Linked DNA regions of Sus scrofa: region 1 is linked to region 2. Evidence: chromatin contacts called from public Hi-C data. All regions are on one chromosome and are shown on one strand. Each heading gives the region's core, a stretch centred on a gene start, on an enhancer-like site or on the middle of the called end of the contact. The rest is flanking DNA. Distances are from core to core; before and after follow the strand shown. Region 1 holds the start of NECAB2 (N-terminal EF-hand calcium-binding protein 2). Region 2 overlaps WFDC1 (WAP four-disulfide core domain 1).

Evidence for each region. Hi-C and Micro-C count contacts between places; a contact is called where the count stands out from the background.
Region 1: a contact with region 2 is called in a Hi-C map of liver, with 2.9 times the contacts expected there. The contact joins the promoter of NECAB2 here to the enhancer-like site in region 2. A contact is called at or near these places in 4 of 47 Hi-C or Micro-C datasets (epiblast stem cells, heart right ventricle, liver and 1 more).

Annotation. Positions count from the first base shown.
Region 1 is chr6:4,637,371-4,642,813 of Sscrofa11.1, reverse strand. NECAB2 (N-terminal EF-hand calcium-binding protein 2) reads left to right here and starts at 1,364. Exons shown (of 17, transcript XM_021093738.1): 1 at 1,364-1,615; 2 at 4,048-4,072. The coding sequence starts at 1,391. OSGIN1 (oxidative stress-induced growth inhibitor 1) reads left to right here. Exons shown (of 6, transcript XM_021093739.1): 6 at 1-52.
Region 2 is chr6:4,353,676-4,358,648 of Sscrofa11.1, reverse strand. All of the region lies in intron 1 of WFDC1 (WAP four-disulfide core domain 1), which reads left to right. Among named protein-coding and RNA genes, the nearest start is that of WFDC1, 8.9 kb to the left of the region's middle. Within about 2 kb of position 1,763, at least 26 of the 83 cell types and tissues checked have an H3K27ac peak or open chromatin away from gene starts, as enhancers often do. A contact at or near this core is called in liver, where this site is marked.

The DNA.
Region 1 (5,443 bases), core at 115-2,614, 280 kb before region 2:
GGCCCCACTCTTTCCAGAATCGGGTCCTGAATAAAACCAGCAACTGCTTCCACGCCTGTGTCTTGAGGATTCTGTGCTTGGGGAGGCCAGGTGCCTGGGATCCTGCTCTGGGAGCCAGGAGCGGGAGTGGCGGGGAGAAGCACGGGGCCATGTGGGAAGAGGTCCTGGGCCAGGGGGTTGGGGGGACAACGGCCGGATGGTGCCCCAAGTGGAAGGCCCGCTGAGTGGGAGCAGAGCACAACAGTCAGGAAAGGGTGTGTTGAAGGAATGGGTGCTGGGGAGGCTCTCCCAGCCCCCTCCCACCCCTCCCACTCTCGCTTCCAGCCGCACAGTCAGTCTCCTTTCGGTGGGTCCATCCTATTCCCCACACGTGTATCTGCCACAGGACCTTTGCATAGGGTGATCTCCAGTCAGACGCACTTTGCTCTCCTCCCTTTAACTCCTCTTCCTTCCACTCTCACAGCTTAAGGACCGCTTCCTTTAGGAAGCCGCTTCTGACACATACCGCTCCAAGGCCTTAAGCAAATCTGCATCTCAAAGCCCAAGGTGCCACCTCTTCCTAGCAGTTCGGCTTTAATTGTTCATTTATTTCTGGAATCATTCCAGATTCTGGTTCCTCGATGTGAGCGCCAGAAGACTAAGAACCTCCTCTGTTTTCCCTATTCTCAGAAGCCAGTGTCCAAACCTAGCTCTTTTAATCCTTTGGGTTAGTGGGCGGCGGATGGAGGGAAGAATGCTAGAAGTGGGAGGGGAAGAGGGTGACGGGGGTGAAGATTGGTTCTGGTCGTTGCATGAAGGGCGAAGGAGGTCTGAGGGGGCGTGCCCGGGCGTGGCGGGAAAGAGTGGGTACCAGCGGAGTGGCGGAGGAGGCCCCCGTGCGTGGGCGCTGATCCCCGGAGCGGGAGCCGGCAGAGGGCGCTCTGGGCTCGCCGGACACCGCGCTCCGGCCCCTGAGGTGGGGGGGGCACCTTCGGGAGGGAGGGCAGCTGCAGACTTTGGGGGGCTGCCCCCCGGGCACACCCCTGCAGCCAGACCCCCACGACCCCGCCCCTGCTGAGCAACCCCTTCGGCGGCCGGACCGGGGTCCAGCCCCCAGACCCCGCGCCCACACGGGCAGCACCTCGCCCGCCGCGCCCGGCCGCCGAGGGTAGGGGCGGTGACCACCGGGCACGTGGCTCGGGGTCCGGGCGGAGCGGCCCCCCCCCGCTCCAGTCCCCCGGCGCCGGCCCGTCCCCGCGTGGCCGCGGCCGCGGGGGCCGAGGGAGGGAGGGCGGGGCGCGCGGGCGGCGCCGGCGGCGCCGGGGAGAGGGTCGCGTGGGGGCGGACCGCGGACCGGGCGGGGGTCGGCGGGCTTCCGGGCGGCGGCGGCGGCGGCGGCGGGCGCGGCGCGATGTGCGAGCGGGCGGCGCGCCTGTGCAGGGCCGGCGCGCACAGGCTGCTTCGGGAGCCGCCGCCGCAGGGCCGGGCGCTGGGCGGGCTGCTGCGCTGGGTGGGAGCCAGGATGGGCGAGCCCCGGGCGCCGCTGGCCCCCGACGTCCCCGCCGCCCCCGCCGCGGACCCCGGCCCCGGCCCGAGCCCCGCCTCGCCACGCGGGGGCACCGCCGTCATCCTGGACGTGAGTACGCAGCGGCCGGGACCCCAGGGACCCCGGGACCCCTCCTCCCACGGCGGCGACCCCGACGCCGCCCTCCTCCGGACCCGCGGGACCCCCTTCTCCCAGAGCAAGACCCCCGGCCCACATCCCTCGGCTCGGCGGCCCGAAGCAGGACCCGCACCGGCCCTTCCGCGTCCCAGAGCTTTGCTCCCAGCCCCTCGGCGTCCCGGCCGGTCTCCAAGCCGGTCCAGTCTCGTCTCTGGACCGGGAGAACCCCCTCTTCTCCCACCCCTCCTTCCACTTCTCGGGATCCCCACCTGTCTGAGCCAGGACCCGGAAACCCCGCGACCACCGCCCCCCTACTTCTGTCCTGGCCAAACCCTCATCTTTTCCGCAGCCCCGCGCGTGACCCTTTGCGCCCATCCCTTCCCGAGACGGGAGCCCCTGACCGCCTCCAGCCCGGATCCCCGCGGCAGTCGCTACTTTTCTGGGACCCTCTCCCCCGCCCACCCAACCCCTAGTAGCTCTGGCCCCACCTTTCCCATCCTGGCTCTAGACTCTAAGCGCTTGCCTTCTCATCCCCAAATACCCTTTTGGCCCGGGCACCGCCTCTTGAAAAGCGAAGCCCCCTCCCATCTATCTTCTCTCCTTTCAGCGGAGCTGGCACCATCCTCCGTCTGCCCTGAGCCTGGACCGCTCTGGGCACCCCCACTCCTCTCTCAGCCCCTTCCATCCTTCCTTCCCTTCCCCACCCTCCCTCTCCTCCCTTCCCATCCCTTCTTGGGACCCAAAGTACCCCACCTCACCCTTCCACCCGCACCCCACTGTGAGCGGGAGATTCTTCAGGGTGGGTGGCTGCTGGGGTGGGAGCCATCCCCCGGGGAGTGCAGGGAGGAGGCGGAGGGGGCCTTGCCCCCCAGGTGACAGCATGGTGCTGGGGTGTGCATGTCCCACTGAGAGCCCTGTGTGGCAGGTGACTTGGGGATGGGGTGCCGGGTGCGGGCATCATGGGTTTCTGGGAGAGGTGTGTCGTGTATGTGCGTGTGGACCACACATCCCTGTGAGCGTGGGGGAGCGTGGCTTTTCCTTCTCCTTCCCTTCCTCCTAGAGCCCATAACGGGCTTGGGACGAGGGGGCTGGGCAGGAAAGGGGCGTCTGTGCTCTGACTGCCTGTAGGTCCAGTTTCCCCAAACACACGCTCACACACAGCCTGAATGCACCTGCACAGCGGTGCCCTCCCTCTCTCAAAGCCCCAGCACCGTTCACAGCTGGAAGCCCTGGGCTGCCCTCCTGGTTCTCGCAGGACAGGAGGTGGGCTCCAGAGTCCTCCAAGCTGGTCATCGGTCGGCTCTGCGTCTCTGTTTCCTCATCTGTGAAATGGGGTGACGAGCGGGTGTGAGGGGGCACATCGCGTGGTGGTGTCACTCACTTGTTTAACACCCCTGCCTGCGCAGGCGGAAAGGGGGACCCAACCTCCAGGAACCTTGCGGTCAGGAGCTGGTGTGTGGGCTGCTCAGGCTGGGGTCCTGATCACTGCTCCCCTTTCTGCCCCAGCCTCGGTGGCTCCACCCAGTGCTCCGGACTCAGGGTTCAGCTAAGGGAAGGGGGATGTTTGAGAAGCCTTCCTGAGCTGCCACTTCAGTTTGTCACAGCCCCAGGTGCCTGATAAGGGATGCTGCCGGTTGCTTGGAGGGACTGGGAGGGGCCGGGAAATGTGTCCCTGAAGGCATGATGGTCACACACTGCGGGCGGGTGGTGGCTCCCCTCCTCCTTCCATCAGCAAGGCTTACCTTGTCCCAAAACACCAGGAGGAGGAGTTACCTGGTCTCAGCTGAGGCTGGAGGGGGATTGCCCCCCCCACCTCCCCTGAGGGAGTAAGAACCTTGCACCTGCACCTGGATCCAGCTCCTGGCTGCCTGCTCCTACCCACTTCCTCACCCCCTCCCCAGATAATTCAGTCCCGCCCTGAGTGGTCCAGGCTTCCAGGCTCCCTTAGCAGACACCTCTGTTCAGACTTAACCCAACCTCCCTGGAGAAAACCTGGCTTCCTAGGGTAGTGGCTGCATCCATGGGGCAGGAATTCTGCGTGTATGTGACCGAGTGTCCCCCAGTGGGTGCAGCGCGTGGACCCTTGGCTCTGGAAGCACTCCCGCAAGCATGTGATGGGTGTGCGCCTGTGTCCGTGCGCATGTGTGCGTGTGTCAGCCCGGCTGTGGGCAGGCTGGCGGCACAGAGGGAGGGTGGGCGGCTGCTTCCGTGTGGGTGTTGGCGGGGAGGGCCTCTGCCTGCAACACCCTCCCCGCCCCTGGATCCCAGCAGGGGTCTCGTCCCCAGGAAGGGAGGAGGGGCCCAGGTTCCCCCAGCCCACCGGGGGGTGGAGCTGTCAGAAGCCAATGGAGGGTGCCCCCCCCGGGGGGGGGGGGCTACGCTGACTTGACCTCTCTTCTCTGCAGATTTTCCGCCGTGCGGACAAAAATGGTGAGTTTCCTCCCCAGGCTGTCCCACATGAAGACCTGGCTCCTTCTGGTTGGGAGAGCGGGCCTCGGAGGGTGCCTCTGCTCCGTGCCTCTTATCTTACGACGGGACTCCCATAGTTCCTCTTAGTAGGGATGCCATGTAGACTCCGTGAGCAGGTGTCTGTGATGCCAGGGGACCTGCTCAGCGTGCTTTAACCTCGTGCAGTGGGGCTGGCCCAGAGCAGCCCAGGCCGGGGCCCAGAAAGCCGCCAGCCTCTCTCCAGGCCCTTCCTAGGCCCTGGCACACTTCCTCCTCACAGCCACCTGATAGAGTTGGTGATGTGGCCCCTGTTCTTTCAACTCTGTTGTGGCCCAGAGAGGTTCAGTGACTTGCCCAGGGTCACCCAGCTGCTTGAAGGCAGGCTTTATGGACCCCCCCCTGGAAGCTTTTCCGCAGGTCATGCAGCCTCCCCAGCAAGGTGAACCACAGTCGTTGTGGCCAGTGAATTCAGGACGTGCCACTCCTGACCTCCTAGAGATGCTCCACCCTTGACCTTCCAGGGAGGCCAAAGGGTGACAGGGCTTCCTGAGACCCACCTGAGCCTGTGGCCACAGAGAGCATTCCAGCTTTTGTATAAATACCATGGTCATTTTTCTCGGGCCTGAAGCAGCTCTCCGTGGACTGTAACCAAGGCACGTTCCTTCTCCAGGCCTCAGTTTCGCCATCTGTAAAGTGGCGCGATAACACTTACCCTGTCTACTTCCCCGGGCTGTGGGGAAAACGCAGCGAGGAGACGTGGGTGGCAGACTTTTCAAAAGAGAGGCAGGCGGTGCTCAGAGTTTATTTGTTCCTTCCTTGAGAAGATACTGCATATCAAGGCCCGTGCTGGTGGGGATGGGAACAGGGGTGTGGGCTGGAGGTCAAGAGGCCAGCGCCCACCCGGCCCCGCACCCCTCCCTCCTGCCCTGGGAGTTGCTTTGACCTGTCCCTGCTTGGTGATGGGGGAAAACAGGAGACCTTGGGGCACAGGTCTGGGCTGCCAGCCAGGACCCAGGGGTCTCCACATCTCACCCCCTCCCCGGATGTGACAATGGCCCCTCTCAGGCCTCTTGGGACACAGGACCTCAGCAGCAGCTCCGTAGCAGCAAGGAGGAAGGAGAGGGATGCGGTGGGGACTTCGGCGGCACTTGAGACGTTGTCATGGCCTCGTGGCTGGACCACACTCGAGATTTGAGAAGGGGTTTGGGGGCTGGATCCCTGCCACCAGCTTCTCATGACCTTCAGTGTGAGGCCGGCTGTGCTGGCCACGGTCCTTGGCAGACTGAGGTTTTACATTTAGGGACTTGGGCTTGTCCCCGTCCTCATGAGCCCCGTTCCGAGCACAGAGTAGGT
Region 2 (4,973 bases), core at 514-3,013:
GTCCTCAGAGTCCTGGAGGCTTTCCTCGCTCCCTGCAAGACCTGGGATTGTACCCCTGCAGGACTCCGTCAGCAGGGCCACCAGGATGCACATCTGGAGGGAGGGCTGCTCAGTTCCTGGCCGAGACCCTGTGGGTCCTCCCTGGGGGCTGGAGAGAGGGGACATGGGACGTCATGGTGAAGTGCTCCCTGTCGGCGGGGTCATCCCTGGGGGCCTCGTGCAGGGCCTGGCCCATCGCAGGCTCTCAGAAACATTTTAAGGATAAGAGGGGTGAGCTGGAGGGATGAGCAGAAGGAAGGAAGGAAAAGGAATGGTGTGAAGTTGGGGTTTTCTCCTCCCTGAACCTGGCTTCCTTACCTGAGATTTCAGTCCTGAGGTTAATTCCAGGTAGAAACAAATGAGGGAAAAAGCATCCAGGAGTGCTTATGGGAGAGGGAGGGAGACAGGAAAGCAGGGGGAGGCATACCTGACTGTCTGTAGCGGCGCTGGTCACGGCAACACAAGTGGAACCAGCCCGGATGTCCAGGAGCTCCGCATGGGTCCCCAAAATAGGTGTTAGCCACACGGTGGAATATTATTCAGCTGTGAAAAAGGAAAGAGGTACTGAGCATGCTACAGCCTCGATGAACCCTGGAAACATCATGCTCAGTGAAAGATGCTGGTCCAAAAAAGCCATATATCATAGGAGCTATTTGTGTGACATGTTCAAAAAGGGCAAATTCACAGTGACAGAAAGTAGGTTAGAGGGTGCTGGGGGCTGAGGTGGAAAGAGGAGGAGCTGCTTAATGAGAATAGGATTCTTCCAGTAACACACACAACATTTTTTTTAAAAAAGAATGACTGTTTGGGGTGATGTAAACGTTTTTAGAAATAGAGGTGGTGGTTGCACAATACTGTGCATTTCATCAGTGCCCTAGAATTGCACACTTGAAAATGGTGAAAATGGCAAATTTTATGTCGTATGTCTTTTACCTACCATGATAATCTTTTGAAAAAGCAGTGGGAACCTGAGGTCCCTCTTAGGATTCTGTGAAGTCTCCTGGGGAGACTTGTCTTAGCTTTGGGGGTCCCCTCCTCAGAGAGCTGGTCCCTGATGCCTGAACACCCCTTACGTCGCTTTTAAAACTTTTCGGAGTTCCCTGGTGGCCTTGTGGTTAAGCACTCGGCATTGTCACTGCTGTGGCTTGGGTTCGATCCCTGGCCTGGGAATTTTTGCATACGCCGCAGGGACTGCAAAAAAAAAAAAAAAAAAAAAAAAAAAGTTTTCACAATTTCTTGACTTCTCCTTCTTAACATTATAGCTCCCTTATGATGACCTGAATGGTTGTTTTTTTCTTATTCTGGCCTTTAGTTTCGCATCATCTGCTTTCACAGATAAACCCAAGAAAGCAATTCCTTTGCTTTTCTCTGTGCGATGTTTGGTTGATTTCTATTTGTCGCTGGTCCGGAGCTGAGCCATGTGAAGGCACGGGCCATGTCTTCTGGTTCGGTTCAGCTCAGATGCAGCCTGTGCACGGCTCATAGTAGGCCCGGGAACTGTGAGTTTACCATGAAATAAATGAATCAGTTACATGAAAGCTTTCGAAAACAGACGAAGCGGGATGGAAAGTTCTGGAAGACTTTCAGGTGCAGAGTGGGGCTCCATGGAGAGCAGCTGAGTGTGCAGCCTTGCTCTCGACATACACTGGAGTGGACTGTCGTGGTGTGAGAGCCCAGATGGCTCAGTACCTCTTCAAGAAAGTCCCATTAGCCGAGCACCAAATGGCTCCTAGAGCCAAATTCCCAGGCGTCAGGAAGTGGCATTCGTCAGCCACACTGGACTGCAAGCCCTGTGTTCCAGAGAGACACGTATTTTTAGATCTTTGACGTCCGAATTCCAGAGGAAGAGCAAGTAAAGCTTAGAGGGAATCTGGCTTTCTTCCTGCACCAAGCAAACCAGTCCTGGGCGCATTTTTATGGGTCAGGCTGTTAAGTCTCTGGAACATTCCAACGAAACAGAAAGCTCTTGCCCAGGAATGAAGGGGGTGGGCGATGCGGGTAAACTGGGGCAGCTATAGAGCCTGGATTCTTTCTCCTTAAATGGAAATGGTTTACGTTTTTTCCCTGATTATAAAAACAATGATGTTTACTGTGAAACACACGGAGACAATACAGAAAGGCATCAAGTAAAAAGCATCTAAATTTTCCCTGTAAAACATAGACTCTGTTGGGATGTGGGTGTGGGTGTGTGTGCGCGTGCGCACGTGCACCTAGACTTTTCCATGAAGCAGTTACACTCAGCTCATAGTGTTTCCTTAATGGTATTTTGCTCATATGGTTTAAAATTTTTTTTATTGAGATAAAGTTCCCATAATGTAAAATTAACCCAACAAAAGCAGTCCATTCAGTGGCATGTAGTACCTTTGCAGTGTTGTGCAACCACCACCTCTATCTAGTTCCAAAATATTTCCATCACCCCAAAAAGAAACCCTGTACCCATCAAACAGCTGCCCCCCCTCCCCTCCCCCCCAACCCCCAGCACCTTCAATCTGCTTCCTGTCTCCATAAGTTTCACACAGCTGTGATCCTCCAATATGTGGAACTTGAGTCTGGATTATTATTCATTCTGGTTTGCACTTGGCATTTTTCATCACACATGAACTATGTTCCTGTAACAGACCTGCGTCCTCTTCTCCAAGGGCCCTGTGAGGTTCCAAGGCACAGATGTGCCATTAATCATTGATCCAGCCTCCTCTGGTTGGGTATCCAGCTGTTTGCTCCGGTGGAATCTGGATTTAGACCCACGGAACTGGGCTTCCCACTGAAGCAGCCCAGAACTGTGTCCTAAGGAGAGCAGCAGCAGAATGGCTTTGCAAATCTAGAGGCTTCCAAAACTATCCCCTCAAGGAATGGAAAAAAAAAAAAATAGACACCAGGTTGAAACCTTAACGGAACCATCTTTATCCAAGTAGGGCTTTCGGCGCCGGCACGTTCTTGTCTGATCTGTACCATAAATATAAGTTCGGCAGCTGCTTTGAAGCCAGCCTGCCTTACACTCCCTGGGCAGGAATGAAAATGCCAGGTGGGCACGGTGAGTGGTCTGGGATTTTCATAAAGGATCTTGCCAGTCTGGGGAGAGCTGCCTCTTTTGTCAGAGGGATTGGACATGCTGTTATCTTATTTTTGGCTGCGTGGCATCAGAGGGGAAGGCTGGCTGCAGAGAGCAGGGGCCAGGATGAGCTCTTTCCAGAAACGTGTCCCTGGGGACAGCAGTTCCATGACTACATCCAGAGCTGGGGCTGGTCCACAGGCAGGTGGGAGGCAGGGGCATGTGAGCAGGGGGTCCCCAAGCTGGCAAAGCCACAGGAATCTCATGGGCTAGACGGAAGCAGCTCCTCAGAGCCAAGCTCCCGGGACAGGAAAAAGCCAGAGTCAGACAGACCCAGGCTTGAATCTTGCGTCTGCCGTGTGACCTGGGACAAGTGCTTTTGGTATTTCTGCGCCTGTTTCCTTGTCAGGCAAGTGGGTTAATACTATCAGTGACCTTGGGGGGTTATAGTGAGATTCAGTGGGTGAGGACCCAGCACAGCGTTGGCACACGGTGAGATCTTCGCCCATGCTGCCTACCCTACCCTCATTTGCGATCAGACTGCCCATGTTCTGAGCCTGGTGCTCCCCCATGCAGTGCCCATGTGCCTCGGTTTCCTCGCCTGTACGATGGGGACAGCAGTAGTACCTACAGGGGACCCTCAGAGTTCCCTTAGGAACTTTGCTGCTTCTGTGCCACACCCACCACCACCTCGCCCCTCCCCCCACCCTCCCAGAAATGATGGCATCGCTTCGGAAGGTCTTCTGTTTCTTCACACCCCACTGAGGTCCCAAACTCCTCGGGGGCAGAGATAGGCTCATAGGTTTCTTTTGCATCTGCGTCAGCCTCACCCCTAAACCATCGTCGTGGGTGAGCGCTGGAGGGCGGGAAGGAGGGAGGAGGCAGGGAAGACTGGCAGAGGCGAAGAGTGGAGCCACCTCGAGTTGAAGAGCATGCAGCAGATCCTGGCTATGGGACCCGAGCTGCCTGAGGCCATGGAGTCCACAAAAATAGAGGGAATCATAAAACCAGTGGATGCACGTCGCTGAGCCTCGCACCCCAGGGGTGACCACATCCACTCTCTCTGCAAACCCCTGGAGCGGGCACTTGCTTCTGTACCCATTTAGCAGGTGAGGAAAACAGAGGCTCTGAGAGGTCGCTGAATTTCCTGTATGATCCCACAGTGACAGGGGTCCCAGCCAGACTCATCTGATTCTCACACCTGAGCTCAAACCCCCGAGCAGTTCAGCCTGACTGTTTATGAGGTTTCAGCCTTAGGGACATCAGTCTTGACACACATGAAGATGGGACACAGCGTCTCAGTTCTCCCAAAGGAGGAAGAGGTGTTAGGTGAGCAAAGGCAGGGATGCGTTCTGAATGGAGGGAACAGAGGCAAGGAGGAGGCTGGGGAAGATGCAGTATTTTTTGGCCGCACCTGCGCCACACGGAAGTTCCTTGAGGCCAGGGATCAAACCCACGCCATAGCAGTGATCTGAACCAGCAGTGACAATGCCTGATCCTTAACCACTAGGCCACCAGGGAACTCCCAAGATGCAGTGTTAAACACGGAGGGACAGTTTCATGTCAATGGGGCTGCCTGGTCTTCAGGATCACCTGCACTGGGATGGCGTGTAAGTTGATCAGTTGGTACATGGAAACGCCCAGAAGGATGCCTGGCATGGGGTAGACTGCCAGGAAGTGCTGCCCATCACCATCACAGTCATGCCTTCGTTATCATCATCATCACAGCTTTGGTTCAACCCCATCAAATATGAACTGAGCACCTGCTGCATGCCAGTTCCTGTCGTAGGTGCTGGGGACACAGGTGGGAAGAGAACGGAGTCCTAGGAGAGCACGTCTAAGGGGACAAAGAGAAATAAGTCGAACGGTGGCGGTCTGTACACCG